Linked DNA regions of Danio rerio: region 1 is linked to region 2. A link is a contact called in public HiCAR-type data. All regions are on one chromosome and are shown on one strand. Each heading gives the region's core, a stretch centred on a gene start, on an enhancer-like site or on the middle of the called end of the contact. The rest is flanking DNA. Distances are from core to core; before and after follow the strand shown. Region 1 holds the start of ivns1abpb (influenza virus NS1A binding protein b). Region 2 holds the start of rnf2 (ring finger protein 2).

Evidence for each region. HiCAR-type assays count read pairs that join an accessible place to other places.
Region 1: a contact with region 2 is called in a HiCAR-type map of caudal fin, with 2.4 times the contacts expected there. The contact joins the promoter of ivns1abpb here to the promoter of rnf2 in region 2. A contact is called at or near these places in 1 of 18 Hi-C or Micro-C datasets (caudal fin) and 2 of 4 datasets of contacts at active chromatin or transcription factors (caudal fin and embryo).

Annotation. Positions count from the first base shown.
Region 1 is chr2:26,717,612-26,722,127 of GRCz12tu, reverse strand. ivns1abpb (influenza virus NS1A binding protein b) reads left to right here and starts at 1,639. Exons shown (of 15, transcript NM_201483.1): 1 at 1,639-1,734; 2 at 3,377-3,561.
Region 2 is chr2:26,678,821-26,683,527 of GRCz12tu, reverse strand. It overlaps rnf2 (ring finger protein 2), which reads right to left and starts at 2,442. Exons shown (of 7, transcript NM_131213.2): 1 at 2,398-2,442; 2 at 1,480-1,586. The coding sequence starts at 1,572.

The DNA.
Region 1 (4,516 bases), core at 390-2,889, 39 kb before region 2:
AACAAATTGCATATTTTTTATTATCATTTTTGTCTTTTATTTGTTTATTGATTGTCTGATTGGTTGATTAGTTCATTGATTGATTTGTCTGTTTGTTTAATTAGGAGATATTTATTAAAACAACATTAAAAATATATTTAAGAAAGATGAATGACACTACACTATCATGTACCCTTTTATTTATTTATTTTTACACTTAAATGATATGAATAACAACATCATAAACCAAAATTATTTAATACGATAGATAGAGGCGACGCAGTGGCGCAGTAGGTAGTGCTGTCGCTTCACAGCAAGAAGGTTGCTGGTTCGAGCCTCAGCTGAGTCAGTTAGTGTTTCTGTGTGGAGTTTGCATGTTCTCCCTGCGTTTGCTGGGTTTCCTCCGGGTGCTCCTGTTTCCCCCACAGTCCAAAGACATGTGGTACAGGTGAATTGGGTAGGCTAAATTGTCCGTAGTTTATGTGCGTAAATGAGTGTGTGTGTATGTTTCCCAGAGATTTGTAGCGGCTGGAAGGGCATCCGCTGCGTAAAAAATTGCTGGATAAGTTAGCGGTTCATTCTGCTGTGGCGACCCCGGATTAATAAAGGGACTAACTAGGCCAAAAAGAAAATGAATAGATAGATAGATAGATAGATAGATAGATAGATAGATAGATAGATAGATAGATAGATAGATAGATAGATAGATAGATAGATAGATAGATAGATAGATAGATAGATACTTTGTTTTTTCTTTTATTTTAGGTTCAGCGGATATGAATGACACACTTGAACTGTATGTTAGAATTTATTACATATATATATATATATATATATATATATATATATATATATATTTATTTTAAGAGACATGAGTCATGACTTACAACAATCATTATCCCATTTAAGTATTTTTATTTAGATGAAAATATACAAATGACACAACAACATTAACATAAAGCTCATCTATCTATTTAATTTTAGATTTGTTAAAAATATATGACATCCCTATCATGGACACTCCTTATTTTTTTAGTTTAGGTTCAATGGAAATGAGTGACACAATTACCACAAATCCACAAATCATCTTTTTATTTTAGATAAACAATAGGCTATGTGAATGGCACATCACAAACACCATTTATTTTGTTTATTTAATTAGATTTAAAATAGGCTACATCGACAACACTATCGTAAACCCAATGTATATATTAGTTTTATTTATTTATTTTAAGACAAGAATGACACAACAGCACTGTTATCAGATAACCACGCATTCCTTCCTGCTCCAGAAATGTAACACCTAAAATATTTATACAGACAGTGTCAGGACACATCAGTTCTGGCTGAATGAACTGCACTGTGTTCTGCTTGCTGGAGGGCAAGAACTGGCCCAGTGTGATTAAAGTGAATAATGGTTTAGTGAAACACGGCCAATCACGCGCACTGCACATCCACACAGCACGTCTCTCTTTATGAACATCCAGATACAACACAGCTCATCTTCAAATAATGTCTGACTCCAAAGTGTCACATAATAACATCAGCCAAGTTAACTAGAGATGGCCGAGCCCTAGGATCGAGCCCCATATTTTGCTCCTCCCACAGTCGTCATCAGTGACGCAGCATAGTTAAGCGCGCGCTCTTCGGTGTTGTTTGGTACATCTCGTAAACGGCGCGTCTTTGGACTGATAAAAACAACTTTTTCCTACAGCAGAAATTATGTTCGTCATCTTTAACAGACAAAGGGAGTCGGTAAGACGTTGTATTTATTTAGTGTTTAAAATCAAAAGGGTTTTTGTTGATTAAATTTGTGTTAAAGACGTGAGGTGACTAGAAAAATCTGGTTTGTTTTGAGGCACGTTTGGGTGGTACGCGTGTTTGATAGAAGGCCACGTTTAAATCTCCGTTTGTTGTATTTATTTTGAGGTTTGTGCTACGGTTTGAATTGAACGTTAACGTTAGGTATATCAGTGAAATACGTAGTAACGTTATCATTCATGGTGATTATAAGGGGTTGTTTGGTTTATAATCGAGTATTTATATCTCTTTTTTGTTTTCACTGCACAATAAGCTGTTTTAAACCACGTTATGTCGAATTATGTCGTAAGCTTAACTAACGCGAGTTTACTTATCGTTTCCTCATTTCATTTGTAACGTTAAGTTAGACTGCGAGCTTTTGACCTATCATTAAGATGGCACATAACGCCTGAAGCAGCCGAGCTAACTAAAATCTAGTTTTCTTTCAGTTCGACACAAAAGTGAAGTCATTACGTTTTTAACTTTATGGTGGATGTCGAATAAACGGTAAAAGTTTTGTCTCGGATCGAAATACCTCTGCTACAATTGACTCTTTTAATTTCATAACTAAATATGTAATATATCTTCATAAGCAACGTTAACGTGATCTTGCTTCATCTTATGACCCGCATCCCTACTACAGACCTGTTATGAAGTGTTTATGAAGCGAAAGTTTTGAACATAAGGTTGATGCGTCACGTGTGTTTGTTTCAGCGGGTCTGGTTTAATCTGGAAACTGCAGTTCCTCCTCGCGCTCCGGGTCTCGCGCCTTCAACAAACACCAAACCCGGAAATATTAGAGCTAACTTATTGAAAGTTCAACAACTGCGTCTTTTATGTACATTATAAATTGTAGAAGATAGATTCTAATGTAAACATCTGGTATACTTAAATATGACCCAGCACCACGAAACGGCTGATGTGTTTTTTTCTCTGAAATGTGTACATTTTGTTCACTATACCTGAGCAAAGCTTAATAAATAAGCTTAACATTCACGCATGGCTTGTTAGGACTGGTCTATATTTAGCCGATATATACAAATGCAATTCTGACGGTTCCAAAAAGGAGAAAATAACTAGTTTTTAGAGATTCTCTTTCAAATGTGTCCAAATTAAGTTCTTAGCAATGCATGTTACTGAACAAATTAAGTTTAGCTTCATTTATGGTAGAAAATTTACAAAGCGTCTTCATGAAAGAAGCTCTTTCAAGGTTCTACACTTTAGAGACCCAAGAAATTGCAGGTTGATTTTAATGGGATTTTCATTTTGTAGCGTACAATTTTTTCTAGGCATGTACAAATGCATTTTTTATGATTTGGTAATTAAATTTTTCAGTAAACTGGTTAAAGTGTGCATGGACCCTGGCTGTTACAATTGAACAATGTTTTGTAAAAGAAGTTCAGTTTGTTAAAATGCAATAAAGATAGTAATGTTATATAAAATGTCCACTTTATTTTAGATTTTTCAAAATCAAACGTATACCTGTGTTAGTTTTTGTTGAGTGTAGCACGATCTTTCAGAAATCATTCTAGTATTTCTTAATAGCTGTTTTTGACTTGTCATGGTTGATTTCAGTGTTTTTTTTTTTCTTTTTCAGGCCATCATGCATAATCAAGGTGGTAGAACTTGTTTTCTTTAACCTGCTGAGTGGTATCAGACACACTGGTCGCAAGACCTGTGAAGTTTGAGTTGGTGCTACTGCATCTTCTAGAAACGCCTGCATCTTGTACCCTGCGGTGAAAGATCTACTAAAGTGCCTTTTGGCAATACCGTTCTTGTTTGGTAGGTCTGTTTCTTCAGCAGAACTGCATGTGATAGGAATCTGTAGGCCTTTCTGCAGAATTTCAGAGTTTGTCACTTCTACTTTCTCTTCTTTGAGTGGAAATCCCACAGGTTCTTCTACTGTATAGCTTATCCCCTTAGCTAAAGATTTAAATGTAGTACTTTCAACTCACTTTTTATAGATGTATTAATTAAGGGTGATAATGATATTCAAACCCATCCAAAAATTAGCAATACGCCCCCTACGGTTTGAACAGTGATCCTCTCTTAAAAACCAATGTCTTTCTCCCATCCCCCCGCCCCCTCACTGAGCCCCTGCACCACTATCTACTACCCCCACCACCACATGACAGAGAGCAAGTCTTTATTGTTAGTCATTGCTTAACAGAAATGTTTCAATGTATTTTATCTTGTTAATAAATGCATGCAGCGCAGGATTGCTTAAACACAAAACTGGATGTTTAATGAAGAACTGGAAGTTCGAAAGAGAACTCGTCACAAGCAGATTTGTTAGTATAGTTGGTAACTCAGTGATTCTCTTTAGCCATAGCAGTGGTGGAGAAAAACTCCACTCATCATTTGAAGAGTGCGTTTCATCTTTGCTGGTATTTGCTGGTCTTATGTTTGGAAAGGCCATCTTGGTTCATATTTACATGGATAGTAAAAGTGAAAAAGACAGCAGCTATTTATACCGCTAATAATCATAGTAAAGAAAGATGAAGAAATAGTGTATTTCAGTAAGAACATGAACCCTAAATTGAACATTCCAAATTAACCAGTTACCAAATTTACGTTGTCTTTGACTATTCTGCTTTGGAGATTAAATTTGTTTACCCAGATCAGCTTATTGCATTAATCAGGAACATGTACAGTTAGTGTATGAAGCTAAAGTTTGTTTAATTATTCATTACTGTTAATAATTTATTATTATTATTATTAATTATAGAAATTATTC
Region 2 (4,707 bases), core at 1,193-3,692:
GCAGATGAGAGCGATCATGACACGTCACGTGGTGAATAATGATCCGCCAGCTGAGATCAATCGAGTACGCGCTTCATGGAGAAGGCGCCCGAATCTCCATGCGTTGCATTCACTGCGTGTTCAGCGCAAATGTCCGCTAAAAGTCAAATCTAATACTGTACATTTCATCGCCAAAGAAGCTCGCCTTTACTAAGTTTACACTGAAACTGCGTCTCATAACAAACAGCGGTATTCCGCCGGTGGTCACCGCAAGAATCTTGCGCTGCCTGCTCATAAATTGGGTCGGCTGACTCGCCAGCTTTTCCACTAACACAGAAAAATGAAGATCATCTCAGACCTTTAAATTGACACAAACTGAAACCAAATCTTTTAAAGAGTGATAGAAGTGAGACTTTACTTTCTTTCTTTTGTCTATCTTTTTTGAGGTGTATATTATTTTTATTTTTTATTTATTTACTGATGACTGCTTTGCAGCTTTCATCATTGAATTGAATGATTTATTATAATCTTTTGTTTGTTTTGTAGCAGAAATATTATTTATTAAATTGACATGCATAAAACAGCAGTACAAAATAAATATTTCTTACTGCAATGCTTCATTTTTGTTTGATGCAAACTATACAATTATTTTTCATAGAGTAACAGACTTTTTATAGCAGATTACCTACATTCATGCACATTCAAGGCAGTATCATAATGAGAAATGTAATTCATTTTTACTATTATTGTCATTTTCATCATCATTAATATTCTATAATTATTAGACAATCATTTTGGAATTATTGCACACAAATATCAATGTCTTCGCAGCATTAGTTAGATAGTTGTTTCTGGTTTTTGTCAGTCCTATTGATGTTGTTTTAAAATACAATAAATCCCTTAAAAAGCAATTTGCAGCGGTGCTCCATCATTTTTGGTGGGTGCTCCTAAATTTTTTCTGGTGCTCCTAAATTTATTTTGGTGCTCCTAAATATTTAAAGTTGGGAGCACCGGTGCTACCAAGTAAAAAAGTTAATTTCGAGCCCTGTTTAAGTTTTAGATCATGCTTATTTTTACACAGCATGACAATTTTAAAGCATTTATTCAACAAAAGATCATTTATTTAACAATTAGTGATAGCATGATATTCATTAAACTAACACTGTAATACTGTGTAATGCATAAATTCAATTCAAATGCATATTTTTCTTGCCCTAAATGTCTCCCCTCCTAAGCGAAACTCACACCTTAAGCTTGCCCACAGTTAATTATCAAGCACATTAGGTGGACGAAGGAAACATACTGATTTTTTTCGGAAACATTTGGTAGGAGAGTCTTTGTTATGATCGTGAATGAACGAGTGAGATGCAAAGATTACTCAGATATATACCTTGTCTATGAACCGCAAGTATTGGTGTTAAAAGGTCATCTGTACGGAACGTCGCTGTGTATGGACTATGGTTAGTCTACTTTATACAATAGTAGTTTTTTTAACGTTACCTGTGGAGTTCTCTGTAATTCATATAGACTGAGCTCCCAGGTCTTGCTGAGGGGTTGAACCCCATTTGTCTGGACCGTCTGTGTCATCTTCATACACCACGTCTTTTCTGTAAAAAATAACAGTAGAGAAGAGTATTGACAGAAGGTCAAAATACCAAATTCTGCCACAAGTGCTACATGTACAGACAGAAACAAGACAAACGACAAATTAAAGTTTATGTATTTGTGATGATTTTTTTTCTATCCAGGACTTAAAGACTTTGTAACCACGATTTTTCAAATATATTCTTAATCAGGACAAGGACAAAAGAGTTTTACGGTGATTATCTTTGACAACTGACATCTGAGGGATGATCCTCTCTGTTGACGCTGGTTAACGTTAACGTACAACTAAAACTGGCACGTTGTCCAGAAATCCCTAAGCATGTTTACCTCAGTCATCAGCATTGAGTGTTTTTTTATATTATCATACTAATCATAATGTAATAAATCATTTAACGTTATCTGTCTAACCAAGTAGACAGTGAGCTAGCAGGCTAAAATTAGCTCCTGGATGCACTTATAACTCTTTGTGTCACTGAATGCACGAAGCATCTGCCTGCACATACAAAGTGTCTTTTGACGTACTGTGCCTGCTTTCCAGCAACATATAGATATCAAGTACTCCAAAATGAAATACGCGGAAGAGAAAATAAATACGGCGGTAATGTTTATCGCCTGCGCTGTCATGAAAACGTAAAGCTAACGGCTAACTCTCACGGCTAATCCAGATGCTGTTTTTACAGGCTCTATTAATCACCTCGGAGATCAATGTCGGCGAGATTGTGACATTTAAACCATTTCGTGCTAATTAAGCCGTTAACGTCGACAAGCAATAAGCATATATTTTAGTAAAAACGCAGCTGTTTACATACTTACATCTCAATGTTGTGAACACTCTCTCTCCTGCCAGCGCGTTCTGGTGAGCTCAATATGGCGGATTTAGTCGGTCCAAAGGAACTCTGGGAAATGTGGTATTTTCAGCAATAGAGTCAGTCTTGGAATCATTCGCTTTGCTAATGTCAAAAATGGTTTATTTGTGGCTCATTGATGACTAAATCCAAACTGTTTTTAGAGGCGTTTAGGAAAGACCACAGTCCGATACATTAAAGGAGACTAATGACAAACCACAGCCTTGACCACAGTCCTAAAATGAGATTGTTTTTATATGAGGGAAAAAAACATAGAGGCCAATTTGTCCCACATGAAATAATAAAGAAAATTCATGCCTATATTAAAGTCAGAATTATCTGCTGAAAATGCAATGACAATTGCATTGGATATTGAGTGGATATTGTAAAGTTTTAAAGAAAACTGTCTGTGATAGTCCCTTATGATTTTGATATGATATGCTTTTAATAGGTGAGTTGTTTGAGTTGGTGGATGCTGGATGTATTTGTAGTTCAACCCAGTACAACATTTCAGCTCAGAGCAAGATATTAAAACTGAAACCCTGCATGCAGAATTCTGTAATAATAATAATAATAATAATAAACATCACATAACACAGAGCAGAATTGCCAAATATCCACTAATATCAAGCATACAATAATGTGATCATAATGGTGTCTAAGGGTATTCCTTTTGAAAATGAACCTTCATTATAGTAAGTGTTCTATGATATTTTTGGCATGTTTATTATCATTTATATAACCTTGCTTTTATGTCAAATACCATGGTTAATGGTTATGTACCAGAACCATGCAATTTCTAGTTCCATGGCTTAACTACAAAAGCCACAAATAGTAAAACCATGACTAAATTTCGTAAAGACTGGAAATTAGTTTGCCTTCTATTGGTAACAGGTTAAAACCACTAAATACTAATAAATTTTATATGTGCCAGCCAAAACATCTAAGAAACCATTCCCCCTTTTTTTAGACAAAAATGTTTTAATGGTTGAAAACTGAGGGTGTGCAGCAGCAGCCTATGTTTTTGCACAGGAAACCATCAAACTGTCTGTGATGTTTCAATTTATTTAGTTTTCTTTTGGACATTACAGTGGATTACAGTGGATTACAGTAGAATTAACCGCCAACTTATACAGCATATGTTTTACACAGTGGATGCCCTTCCAGGTGCAACCCAGTACTGGGAAACACCCATACACTCTCATTCACACACATACGGTCAATTTAGTTTATTTAATTCACCTACAGCACAGGTGTATGGATGGACTGAGGGGGAAACAGGAGCACCCGGAGGAAACCCATGCCAACACGGGGAGAACATGCAAACTCCACACAGAAACGCCAACTGCAACCGGGACTCGAACCAGCGACCTGCTGTGAGGCTGTGTGCCTTGTCTGTGATGCTTTTTCAGCAAGGACGACATAATTATAATGATGAGATACAAAGTTATAATTAGGATAAAATATATTAGATAAATGATACCAATGAGACAACATGAAATAACTCACAAAGTTTGTTCAAGGTTTGAATTAAACTATGAAAGTGAATCTTGGGAGTCAGAGTTATCCCCATTAAAATTAAAAGTGGAAGTTAAATAGTTTCTTATAATTTACATTTTTGTTTGTCATATTATGATTTGCTAGCATTTTATGTGGCAAAAATAAATGTTTTATGATTCTGTGGAAAGTCAATGCGAGTAAAACCAAGTGCAAACACGTGCCTCTAGAGGGGAGTAGAGTTACTGTATAACATAGCCTACATCTTTTGGGTAACACATCATTTTTTAATTGGCAAACTTAACTTCTTTTTTTTTTTTAAGTAAATAAGCAACAGGGTTTCTAACGTTACACAAATTATAGGCTGTATTTAAATCCTTGCGTGTTACACATAGGAAGCATGGTGCACATTTTGCTCTTTGCCTACTGTTTATCTTTTGTTCAACAGGACGCGCCCTCACCGTTTGTCTATCATTTTGTAGGCTACTGTCAGCAGTTCATGTAGGTGCAGAATACGATTTAAACTAATAAACTACGATATAAGTTCTAGTCTATTCCAAAACTATTAGAATTAAACCAATTTTGTCAAAATAAATTTTTTTAAATACCTTTTAAAAATAGTCTCATTAAAGAAGTGTAAACCTGCATTAACAACATTTTTGAGCACATTAAAACGCAAACAAACCAAACTAACCCCAAAACAGCGCTGTGTAAAACTGCAGTTCGGATGTTGACAGAGCGGAGAGGATAGGCGGGCGGGCGCTGCAGTTTGAGGAAGTTT